2 separate regions of the Anser cygnoides genome follow, and region 1 is linked to region 2. A link is a contact called in public Hi-C data. All regions are on one chromosome and are shown on one strand. Each heading gives the region's core, a stretch centred on a gene start, on an enhancer-like site or on the middle of the called end of the contact. The rest is flanking DNA. Distances are from core to core; before and after follow the strand shown. Region 1 holds the start of FOXA2 (forkhead box A2). Region 2 holds the start of MERTK (MER proto-oncogene, tyrosine kinase).

Evidence for each region. Hi-C and Micro-C count contacts between places; a contact is called where the count stands out from the background.
Region 1: a Hi-C map of liver shows a contact between it and region 2, with 3 times the contacts expected there. The contact joins the promoter of FOXA2 here to the promoter of MERTK in region 2. A contact is called at or near these places in 2 of 7 Hi-C or Micro-C datasets (both in liver).

The regions. Positions count from the first base shown.
Region 1 is chr3:10,397,658-10,404,267 of Taihu_goose_T2T_genome, reverse strand. FOXA2 (forkhead box A2) reads right to left here and starts at 2,386. Exons shown (of 3, transcript XM_066993446.1): 1 at 1,825-2,386; 2 at 1,061-1,130; 3 at 1-511. The coding sequence starts at 1,129.
Region 2 is chr3:10,184,321-10,190,207 of Taihu_goose_T2T_genome, reverse strand. It overlaps MERTK (MER proto-oncogene, tyrosine kinase), which reads right to left and starts at 3,481. Exons shown (of 19, transcript XM_048078995.2): 1 at 3,196-3,481. The coding sequence starts at 3,256. LOC125184668 (a long non-coding RNA gene) reads right to left here. Exons shown (of 2, transcript XR_007169012.2): 2 at 5,334-5,887.

The sequences.
Region 1 (6,610 bases), core at 1,137-3,636, 220 kb before region 2:
GCTGCTGGTTCTGGCGGTAGAAGGGGAAGAGGTCCATGATCCACTGGTAGATCTCGCTCAGCGTCAGCATCTTGTTGGGTGATTGCTGGATGGCCATGGTGATGAGGGAGATGTAGGAGTAGGGCGGTTTGGCGTGTGTGTAGCTCCGCCGGTAGGTCTTGGGGTCCCGCGAGCGGTTGAGATTGGACTGCCCGTAGATGGGGCTCATGGAGTTCATGTTGGTGTAGGGGGCCAGGGCGTTCATGGAGCCTGCTTGGCCCCCCATTGGACTCATGCTGGGGCTCAGGTGGGCGCCCATCCCTGCCACGCCAGCCGAGCCCATGCCGGGCATGGTCCCCGTGCCCGGGGACATGCCGGTGAGCGAGGGGCTCATGCCTGTGTTGGCATAGGACATGTTCATGGAGGTGGCAGCCGTCATGTTGGCTGTGGTGCTCATGGCCGACATGGTCATGTACGTGTTCATGCTGTTCATGCCCAGCCCCGCGTTCATGTTGCTCACCGAGGAGTAGCTCTGTGGGGGCAAGCGAGAGAGAGGAGGGAGGTTTGGGGGGGGACGGGAGGGGGCGGGTGCACAGCCCCACCAGGGACAAGGGCAGCCCCCCAAATGGGGAGCAGTGCGGGGGCACCCCCACCCCAGCCCGAGTCGCCGCCTGCCAGGGAGCCTCTGCAGCCCTGGAGCAGGCTGGAAAGGGTTAAATCTTGGGAGGGTGGGCGTGAGAGGGGGCTGTTGAAATGAAAATCAAAAATACAGATACTAAAAAAGACGGGGCCACAGCGAGCCCACCGGGTCCATGCTGGGGAGCTGGAGGGAGGGGAAAGGACATCCTTGCACAAAGTGAGAAAAATACCTGGGGGGGTAGAGGGGGGGAGGAGGAAAAATCGCAAAATGCCACCCGGGCAGCCTCGCGCCCCGCTTGGCCCCGGGGGGGGGGCCGGCCCCGCTGCCCCCCCCCCCCCCCCCCCCCCCGCTCGACATTTAGTGACAAAATTGGGGTGCTCCCGGTGGCGGGGGGCGGCCGGGCCGGGCCGGGGGGTGGCGGAGCCCTGGCTCCCTCCTTACCTCGGGCTCCCCGTAGTAGTTGCTCCAGTCCGTGTGCTCATGGCCTTCCATTTTCACCGCTCCCAGCATACTGGAAGTGGAGTGCATGGCAGTTTAAAATTTAACAGCCACAACAAACGACGACAGAGAGCAACCCAAAAAAAAAAAAAAAAAAAAAGTCGCCAGCCCTCCCTCCCCTCTGCCGCGCTCCCTCCGTCGGAGCCTCCGGAGGAGGAGGAAGAGAAGGGAGGGAGGAAGGGAGGGGGCACGGAGTGGCGCTGGGGCCGGGGGTATTTTCGCGGCTGCTCCTCGGGTGGGTTTTCGCAGCGCTTCGTGGCGAAGAGTCGCCCGGAGGCGACGGAGGAGCCGGAGGAGGAGGAGGAGGGAGGAGGGAGGAAGAAGAGGAGGAGGAGGAAGAGGAGGACAAGTGCTGCAGTGACGTGGGTGCTCGAGTGATATAGCACGGAGCGGCCGGGCGAGCCTCCAATCCCCAGGTCCTCGGCTGCCCATTTGAATAATCAGCTCACACCTAGGCGGGAGCGGCTCCTCCGCGGCCCCCCGCGCACCTTCCGCACCCCGGCGGCACCCCGGCACCGCTCCCAGCGCCCCCCGCCTCCCTTTCCCGGGGGGGGCCCTGCGGGAGCCGTCCCCCCCCTTTCCCAGGGGACCCGACGCCCCCCGCCCCGCGCCCCCGACGGGCGCCGCTCCACCCACGCCCCGCACCCCCGACGGGCGCGGATTCCCCGGCCCCCCGGTGGGGGCAGCCGCCACCCGGACGCACGCACCTTCTCTCCCCGCGGCTGCTCGGCGGAGCCCGGGCTCAGGCCGCCGCCCGCCCGGCCGCACCCCGGCGCTGCCCCATCGGTCCGGGCTCCGGGAGCCGCCGCTCGGCTCCGGCTCCGGCTCCGGCTCGGCCGCGCGGCCCCTCCCGCGGCTCTGCCCGAGTTCCTGCAGCTATTTCGTAACTAAAACAAACAGCGAGGGCAGCCGAGGGGGCGCGGCGGGCGGCGGAGCGGGATCGGAGCCGTCGGGGGGCCCGGGGACCTCGCTGCCCTCCCCGCGGCGCCGGTTGCGGGGTCCCGGTGGGCGCCGTCGGGGCGGCGCCGAAGCGCCTCGCTGCCCGGACGGACGGACGGACCCCCGGACGCACGGGCGGAATCAGGCCCCTCGGAAGCCCCTCGGCCCCGCCATCGCCGCGCTGCGGGGAGCGCTCGCTCCCGCCGGCGGAGGCTGCCTGAATGCGGCCGTCGGGGAGCGGCGGAGCGGCTCCCTCCCTCCGTCCTGCCCTCCCTCCCTCCTTCTCTCCTGCCCTCCCTCCCAGCCAGAGGAAGCGGAGCGCTCCCCTCCACCGTCTGCTGGCCAAACGCCTCCCATCCGTGGGGCGCTGCCTCCCCCGGCAGCATCCTGCGGCTGCCCCGCCGAGCGCGGCTCTGCCCGCCCCGAGGGCAGGGGGCTGCCGCCGCCTCCTTCCTGCCCCCGGGGATGTGGGCCCGCAGTGGGCTCGCTCTCACGTCCCCCAGCCGTACCTACCTGCCTGCAAAGCAAAGCGGGCAGCGCCGACCTTTCGCTTTATTTATTTGTTTAGTTTTGCTCCCTGGATTAAAACCAAGCATCGACCGGCGGAAGCCGGCGCTAGTTTTTAAACATTAACACAGACCCAACAGGCACCGGGGGAGCCTAAAGAGGGGCCCGGGGAACTTTTCCCTGTGCCCCGGCACCCTCCGGAGCCAGCTCCAAACGAAAACGGCCCCGGGAGGGCACCTTCCTACCGCGATAGCCGCGGCGATAGGGGCAGCCCGCCTCCTCCCGCCGCCTGCCCGTGGTCGGGGATCTGGGGGGCGGCTGAAAACGAAGGGTGCGACCCGATGGGGCTGCCCCCAGGGCGGGCACATGCGGGGACGCGCCAGGAAAAGGGGGCTTTGCCCCCAAAAGGGGGGCGAGCGGCTGGCCCCCCCCCGCCGGGAAGGGCCCGTTCCGCTGTCCCGCGGGCTAAAAGCGGTGGCGGGGCGCCCCCTGTCGCCTGCTGTCCCCGATTCCGGAGGGCCGGGGGTGGGGGGACACCCCGCCCGCCCCCGGGGGTCCCCCCGACGGCAGCGGCTGCGAGGGGCCTGGGGTCCCGGCGCGACCTCGGGGTGGCATCTTCCTGCCTGCAGCCTGCGGGCCGGCTCCGTGCTGTGCCCCAGCCCCCTCGACATGGGGCCAGCGGGGCCCAAAAGCAGCTGTGTATCTCCTGGGTCTTGTTTGAAACGCCCAGATGATGCCACAGAGCTTTTTGTTCCTCTGGGGTCACAGGAGAAATCAGGAAATTTGGCCAAGTGGGTACTGGCCACGGCCGACTGCATTGCTCCTGAGACCCTGTGTGCTGAGCTCTTCCCTCGCCGCTAACTTGGGGTGGTAGGGGCATTCTGTGCTCAACCTTGGCACCACTTTTTCCTCCTGGCCACCAAGCACAGGACGCATGGATGTGTTTTCCGCAGTGAACGCCATGGGAGGAGGAGCGCGGCTGTAAGGAGGGTGTCCCCGTGCCAACAAATGCAGCCCCCACTGGGCCTCAACCCCACACAGCAGCACAGATGTTAGCACTCTGCGAGCGAGTCTGGCACCTCGGCACCGAGGGTGGCAGGATGCACAGCCAGGGCTCTCGCTGCTGCTCGTTACAAGGGGCAGCTTCCCCTTCTGGTCGGCAGGACTTGGAATGCTGCTGCCACGGAGGAGGAGGGTTTCTACCTCTGGTCACCCGCGAGATGGACCTTCCACGGCCATCGGGGCCGTGTGGGACAGCCCCAAGGCAGCAGGGGGAGGCTGACACCAGCAGTGGCCCTGCGGGGCCCTGCAGCCTCCGTCTCCCTTTCCCTCCTTTCACAAGGGCAGCCTCCCATGCCACTGCCCTGGGGCTGCCCATTAAAATTAATCTCTCTTAACAGAGTAGGAAAAGAGGCAGTAAGGTATATATTATTCCCTTATAAGAGACATTTTTAAAAATACCTAAGATGATAAAAATTGAAAAAATTCAGCAGTGTCTTATTTAAACATGTCTGCTTGGGTTCCCGAGAAACATATCGACCATTTAAAAAATGACTTCTTCTCTTTAATATTTGAGTAATATTTATTTTAAATTTAATTTTTAAATTACATTTTTATTTGCATTAGAAGCCATGGCTGGAGGAGCCATTGCTCCCTTTCTGGAGGCAGGAGGCCAGCGGCCAGAGCCAAGCCTGGCCAGCAGCTGCCGCAGTCTCAGCCACCTCCATCACGCGCTGGTCGCGGCGAGGCCAGTGGCGCTGAGCACGTCCCCGCTTCTTCTCCTGGCACAGCCACACAGGCGCTGGGTGAAGGCATTTTGCCGGCAGCACCGCATTGCCAGTCTGATCTGTGTGACGGAAAATAATAAAAATAAAAAATAAAAAAAATAAACCCCCTTACCTTATTCTTGACAACAAACAGGGTAATTATCTCCCTTCTACTGATAATTATCATAATTAATCCAATATAATGAACTCTCCCAATTGCACCGCTGTTTCACAATAAATGCGGTGGCTTTTTTTCTCGTTAATTGAGGAACTGGCTCTCCTGCGAGACAGAAACTGTCGCTGCCCTACAGAAGAGAGGCATTTTAATAACAAGAAGAAGAAGAAGAGCATTCGGCAGATCACGGCGGAGACAAAAGCTGAGCAGGCGGCCACAATTATCACCAGGATTTAACGAGGCCTTCCCGTGACGAGGCGGGTGGATGCGCTGAGGTGCGCAAGGGAGCTGCGGGAGGCAGTGGGTCGGAGGGAAGGGGACAGGAGAGCTGCGGCCGAGGAGTGGGGTCTGTAGCTCCCACCCTCGCTGGTTTATTCCCAATTTTTCCCAATGGGATCCCTGGGAGTTGCCCTTTTTAAGGCCAAGGGGGCTCTGCTGGGCTGGGAGCACCCCGGGCAGCTCTTACCCCACCAGGCAGACCAGACAACTTCTCCTTGTTGTCATCCACGTTTCCGCAGGGGGGAAACACGTTAGGGAGAGGCTGAGCCCCCTTGCCAAAGCCCTCTGGGCACTGCTGCGGCAAGGCTGGAAAGCAGGCAGAGCGCAGGCAGCCCACTCACAAGGTCAGCATTGTTTCAGTGCCGCGTGTCGGGATGCCGCTGCTGGGGATGCTTGCAGGGTCCCTGGGATGCGATGTAATTTCTGCTGGGCCTGCCAGGAACCAATATTCTTTGATCACTCAAGGACTCAGATGGGAACCATTTAAATAAGTGACATTCTGCGGTGGGGGAGATTTTCCCCTCTCCGCGGAGTTACCTACACAATAACACAGGCCGTCAGCTGCAGCACCGCCGGGGAATTACTACAATTACACTGTGCAATATTGACTTAACTATTTGAAGAACTCCACCGCCAAGTCTCTCCTAATTAGATTCAAGATTTAATGGGGCTTCTTAATTCATGAAAATATTTTCCAAGGCTTTAACAAGTCCAACAAAGGACGAGTCAGGAGTATGCAAAAATTTAGTGATTGTAATACCTTATCAAGAGCCCAAGGATAGACACCCAAAGTCTGTGATCCTGGAAAGACATCCCCTGACGCCAGGCTGTACAGGCACCACAGAGTGCTGGCCATGTGCCTTCTCCCAAATTCCCCATGGTCCTGACACGGCCCTGAAAGCAGAGGGAAAAAACTTCGGGAAGAGCTTTTCCATGCAGCTCCTGTGGGAGGGTCTCTGTGCTCCCAGCAGGGCACCATCAGAATTAAAATCAGCCAAGCCAAGCCCACCTGCTCCCCACATGAAGCCTTTGAGGGGTGCTTCACATGCACAGACTCCTGCACTCTTTTTCCCTGGGATCCAAACAAAAAGCCATTTACAGGAAGCCTCCCCTTTTAGTGCAGTTGTGCCGTGCCTCATCTGCACACGTACCTGCAGCGGCCACTCTGCACATGGCTGGCGTGGCTATTTTTGCCGTGCTTAGTAGCCCAGGTGCTATTTCAATGTTTCTCCCCACTCCGTAATTATTCAACGTGTCATGGAAGGTACTGAGTTGCTACAATCAGCAGCCAGCACCGCAAGGTAAAATAAAACACTGGAAATGCCCAAAGAGTGCACCTGAAGGAAACAAAGCCACCTGGGTCCCTGGGGGACGGGGCGCAGGAGGGCAGGATGGTTCGCTGGCATCACTGGGGTGCTCGGTGCCGAATGGCACCCAAGGATGCTGCTTGGGCAGGACTGGCAGGGGGATGTGGTGCCCACGCGCAGCCCATCAGCAGGATGGTGCCTTCTGGAAGGGCTCCGGAACAAAATCAACATAATGCATCTGCTGGCTGTTTACCATGGCCCACGTGACAGTGCCCCCGTTGATTTTCTCCACCGGCACATTTTGCTGGGTAAACAAGATGCGCAGGCATCTGGAGTGATGGCGGGGGGAAAGGGGTGGTGGTAAAAAGCCAAAGTTAACACATTCAGCCCAGTGCCTGGGGCCTCCCAGGGACAGCCAGGGTGCCAGCAGCCCTCGTTTCAGAGAGCAGAGGAAGAAGAGGGTGCTGGGGAGGAAGCCCGATGATGCCGATCTTCACGCTCTGCGGACCTGGGCAGAAAT
Region 2 (5,887 bases), core at 2,232-4,731:
GTTCCCTTCCCAGCATAGGGTGAGCTCGGCCGCAGGGGGACAGAGCCTGGCGGACCGGGTGACACGCGGGGCAAACGCGGTGCTCTGGGCAATCTTGCTGCGACCACCCTGTGCATCCACAGCTGCCCCGGACCAGGGAGGCTTCTGTGAGTCAGTCACGAATGCCACTGCTGAGAACTGGCCTCGCTGAGCTGCTTTGGTACGGAAAATAACTGCAGGCCAACAACGACATGCCTTCAGATGGTGTGTAGGAGCTGGCTGCTGTTTAGCGTTGTTCTCCTGCAGACTACCGTCTTCCAGACATTTTTCCCAAGAGAAGGCTATTTACCAGATCTTTCTGTGGGCTTCTCCTCCCCACCTACAAATCACTTAACACACAAAGTCCTTGAACTGCGTTCTCCTCCTCCCTCCTCACACAACCCACACCAGCCACAACCAAGAGCAGCCCCATGTAAAGCAATTCCCCCAAAACAAAAATATATATTTTCAACAGAGAAGATCTAGAGAATATACCACAAGCAGGTGCTTTTACAACACTCCTTCTGATTTTCTTGGGGATTTTGCAGGCATTCAGAAATCCCAAGCGGACTGCTGCTTTTAGCAAGGAAGGGCATTGTGCCAGACAGGAATTCCATATCAATTAATTTGCCTCTTCAAAAAAAAACCCCTCACAATTTAAAAAACAACATTGCAGGTAGAAAGTATGATCTTTTTATTTAACCTGAGTTCAGCTGAGTTTGTTTTGAGGCAGGTCTCAGTCCTGAAACATCAGACAACTCCAGGTTTTTAAAGATACGTCATTACTATCGTGAGTAACGGAGCATGAGCCCAGTGTACTTTATTCAGAGCCAAGAAACACAACCTAATTTTGGGGCTGGATATATTCCTTCGCTAAATTGCTCACTATTTTTAACCCTCAAGAAATAGTACTTCTAGCTAGAAACTTGAGAAGAGTTTTAAAGTTTGCCTGGTTGTAAAGGGAAAGAGAAAGCCTCTCCCTGGTTAACACACAAAACAATGGGTTTCCCTTTCAGGAAAAAAAAAAAAAAAAGACCCTAAGCTTTCCAAACTTGCTTCCTAATCTCCACCATCGCAACACAAACAAAGTCCATGTGACTGCAGCTAAACGCAGCCTACCGCGATTTACTCACAGCATCCAGGTGACTGGCTTTGCGAGGGCCAGATAGCCCCGCAAACATTTTCCAAGAGCAAACAAACAAGCAAGCGACCCACAAAACCCTCCCTGTCTCCTGGCAGAGGTTAGCCAGGCCAGAGGCATTTGCTTCCTGACATGATCCAAGCGAGCAGAATTTCAGATTGCTGAATGAAGGGAAAGCAGGCGCCGAATTGAACTGGCAGCATTCGCGCTGCGTCTCAGGGCTTTTCTGTGCTCCCTGGGGCCAGTTTCTGGCCAGCTCTCCCCACACAGCTCACCAGCTCCCTTCACCAGCTCTCCCCACACAGCTTCACGTTAAGGACAAACTTCAAAAAGCAGAGGGGATCTTAGCCTCAATTTCGGTACTGATTAAGTGGAAAGAGGTATTTGCTGGCCCACGAATTAAATACTTTCCACTTTGACTCATGCTGGCAACAGGAATTCATCAAACCAAGGGCTCCCTTTTGAGCACCCCCCCATCCCCAGCTGTTTGGGGTGTGGATATCTTTGCAGTGTCCTCCAAGGGATTTGCCCTGCCTGACAGGGCACTTCTCACCCGTGTCCAGAGCGATTTGCTCAGGCTGGCCCTAAAAGCCAGAGTCCAGGAGCTGGAGGCGGGCATGCGTGGGTGCCCACCATGCTGGAGCAACTCCATCACTTACCACAGCATGGCCCGAGGGAAAAGCTGGCATGGAAAAAAATCCACTTGCAAGCACAATGCTGCTCGCTTGACATACCTGGATTGGAAGCAAAACTAAGTGCCAGCAACACCACAGTACACTGCGCAGCCCAAACCCTAGCACCAGAATAACCAAGCCTGATGACCAAGCCTGATGACCAAGCAGGTGTCAGGGGAATAATGATGTTCAGCATCCAGCCAGCAGGTCCCACGTGCCTTCTCTGTTACTAGCCAGGAGAAGGGCGTTTTAACAAGAAAGTCTGTCTGTTATTAGATGCAAGATACTTTATTACAGAAGAAAACAATAAACAGGGAGTCTCACACCCCACGAGTGAATCAATAAGTTGCCCTTCTGTGGTCCCAGTACGGAACGTATTAGAAAACCCACAGGTCTGCCAAAAAACATTGTACATCTGTAGCCCTGGATTTCCCATTACTGGAAATAGTTCACCTGATGACAACAGCTTTCTGCTCAGGCACTTGTTGAAGTGAATTGTCACATTCAGACAGTGTGGGAGCCTGACCCGAGGAGGGGTGAAGAGTGTCTGCCCGCAGGGTCTCCTACCTCCAACCCACCCATTGAGGCTGTCAGGAGTGAATTTCCCCTGGGGACACACCTGACTGCCAAAGAGATTCTGGGGCTCACACACCTTCTGTATTCATTCATACAGCCCAGGATTTCTGCTTAAATCCAAAACCAGCAGTGAGTTCACTGCACTGCAGACGCTTGCAGCTCCAGCCAAGACTGTTAACTCTCCCCTGCCCAAAGCACACTCTGGCATTACTGCTGCTCCTGCCAGGAACCACATCTTCACATCGATCCACGACCATCCAGCAACCCTCAGGGTGGGCTACAGACCCCCAACAGCTCCAGCTGCAGCAAAGTGTGGGGCAGCCCTGCTGACGGCTGCTTTGCTTTTAAGCCCCCAGATTACCTCTGGTTGTTTGCCCTGCTTTTTCCAAGTAACCAAGCACGAGCAGCAGCAAAGCACTGCAAAGACCGTGCAGGTGCCACGAACCACGATGCTTCAGAGTGATTTTTGGCAGCATCACCCCGCAACCAGCCCACAGCCACCGGGACAGACCCCAGCCCCACCGAGGTACCGCAGCACCCACTGCTAGCCAGGGCCCAGCACACCGGGGGGCAAACCCGGTTCTCTCTCCACATGCATCCCCCAGAAAGAGCCAGGTGCTCGCTGCACCCCCGCAGAGGGTCTGACAGTGCTGTGCTCGCAGCGACACCCCCACCGGGCCGCCCGAAGCCCCCCGTCCCCATCCCCAGCGCCGGGGGGGTGCAGCCGCTGCCCCGCAGCCCCTCCACCGCGCACGGTCCCCCCTGCCCTCGGCACCCCGGACTCACCGGCCCCGCAGCGCAGCGCCCAGAGCAGCGCCCAGAGCAGCGCCCGGCGCCCGCCACCCATCCCGGCACGTCCACCCGCACCGTGCTGCGCCCGGCCCGGCACGGCACGGCTCGGCACGGCTCGGCACGGCTCCGCTCGGCACGGCTCGGCACGGCACAGCACGGCACGGCTCGGCTCCGCTCGGCACGGCTCCGCTCGGCACGGCTCGGCACGGCTCGGCTCGGCTCCGCTCGGCACGGCTCGGCTCGGCACGGCACGGCACGGCACGCCTCCCGCGTCGGCACGGGGCGGGGAGAGCATCGGGACGGCGCGTCCCGCAGTGGGACGCGGGCCTCGGCTTTCAGACGTAGGGGTTGGTTTTGGGGTGGCCCTGCGTGGAGCCAGGAGTGGGACTCGATGATCCCTGTGGGTCTAAGATGCTGAGCGCAACCATTGCTGCTCACGACATGATTTTGCCCTCCCGTTGTCCATGGAGGGACAACTCCTTTATGCTTGGGGACTGGTTGTGTCTGCAGGAAGGTATTAGGGCTGCGCAGGCATGTTCTGAGGAGCAGCTCTTTTCTTCCCATGCTCCTCGTCCCGCAGAGCCCCACACCAGCAGGCCGGGACATCGCTACGGGGGGAAAAGGCACGGACCTGGGCTGCAGCGAGGGAAGAGCACAGGGTGGTGAGCGCAGTGCAGTGGCTGCCATCCGTTCTTTATTTTCTTGAACCAGAACAGCAGGGCAAGAGGGGACAGAGAATGAAAGGGAAAAAAAAAAAAAAAAAAGGAAGAAAAAAAAAGAGAAAACGGGAAAAAAAAAAAAAAAAATGAAACCAATGTGTGACACAAACCATTTAGTGATGTAGTATAAGGAGCAAAGCAGAACATGACTCCTGATAGCACTGGAAGGAAATGAGGAGTTTCTTTCTGTGTATTCAGAAGAGCCTCCTGTTCCTTTGGGGGTTGTGATGGGTCAGGTGCAGAGGGTGACAAGAAGACACACAGGTAGTCTAACATGAAATTCATCTCTCATCTGGCCTGTGTAATTTCCTCATGTGGCCATCCTGACCTGCACACTGGCCATGCTTGAGGGGGTTGAGACCAAGCTACACTGAGGCCATCAGTATTTCATCCACCACAAACCCGAAGGGGCTGGGACCTGGGGAAGGGGCAACCAGCCTGACTTCGGTATATTTCACTGCTGAAACCCTTCTGCTCTCTGCCCATAAAATTTGTTGAAACTACAGCACAAGTGTAACTTTTCTTTCTGGCAACCTACTGTAGTCTTCTCAAAGCCTTGCAGGAGAATAAAGTTCCAAAAAGAGATGTGATTTTTTTTCAGTTACCACTAGGTAAGCATCAGTGCACCATGGAAACAGACGCGTGGCAAGAAGACAGCTCTGTGGTGAAGATGCTCGTTTCTCTTAGTGAGTAACTCATAATGAGAGCTGGGGAGGGCAGTGCTTTTCTCAGGCTGTTAGAGAAAAAAAGAAACACATGGAATCCAGTCTGAAATCTTTTCCAATTGGGAAGAAAATATGTCTCAAATTCAGTGAAAAAAAAATCACTTCCAGACTCCTTTGACTTGCAAAGCTACGTATTCACTGCACATTCCCAGGCCCTAGTGACAAAGACTGAGTTTCCCCCTCACTGCCTCTTTCACTCCAGACCAGCTTCTGACATCTTGAAGTGATCAGCAGCTACAGAAGGGCACGTGTCGCTGGAGGCCCAGATTAAAGGGGAGAAGAAAAACATACTAAAGCTGCTGCAAGAAGGCTCAGCATCTTCAGCAGTGCCTTCTGTGCAGCTCCAGCAGTGCTGCTTTTCCCCAGATTTTGAGTGCGTTTACCAGGCACCCAGCATTGCTCAAGGACTTAGAGGAGACGAGGGAGCGTGGAGGCACAGTTCGAGCCTGTCATTTGGGTCAGCCTTTGCCGCACGTGTGCACTTTCCTCTGACTCCGTTCCCCATTGCTGCTGGCTCTGCGATTTTTGGAAACAAAGCCCTGGAAGGGCCTCCGGCCTTTGTGGGCTGCAGAGTGAAAAGGACCCCTTGCACTGAGATGGCAGTATATAATACTAACCAGGGGGAGGAAGTAGGAACGATTTCTACAAAAGAGAAGAGAAAAAAAAAACAAAAACACAGACACATAAAGAGGATTTGATCAGCTCTTTAAAATCCCCTAATTTGGGTCATTTCATTACAGTAGCTTGGTTTCTGCTCAGTGCTGGTGTAAATTAGTCTCCAGCTCAGTAGGGTTTGTTACAGTTCATTCGGGAACAGCATGACATGAAGAAGAGGCTGGTGTGTGGAGAGGCAGGAAAAATCAGGGAGAGGAGAAGCCAGAGGAGGAACTTTCACACCCTGGTCATGATAGAAAAGGTCTGTAAGCAGCTAGCATGAGCAGTGCTTCTCAGGAGAAGCAGTCTGGCCTCTTTGGCTACTCTCAAGTCAGTGACACGAAGCTTCTACCTTGCCCAATGTATTGCCATGCTCAGTCTCTTCCACAGTACTAGTCTTCAGCCTCTGCCACAGGAAACGTGGCAAGATAACTTCTTCCCAAGAGGAGCTTGGCTTTCAGGTCCTGATATCCCCATCTAGCTCTACATGCAAATAAATTTGTGCATTTACTCACTGAGTGCTAGGTGTCAGCAAGGTTTTCATTTCCTTGGCTGTATTTCAATGGCAAATTCATCTTTTTTCAGGGG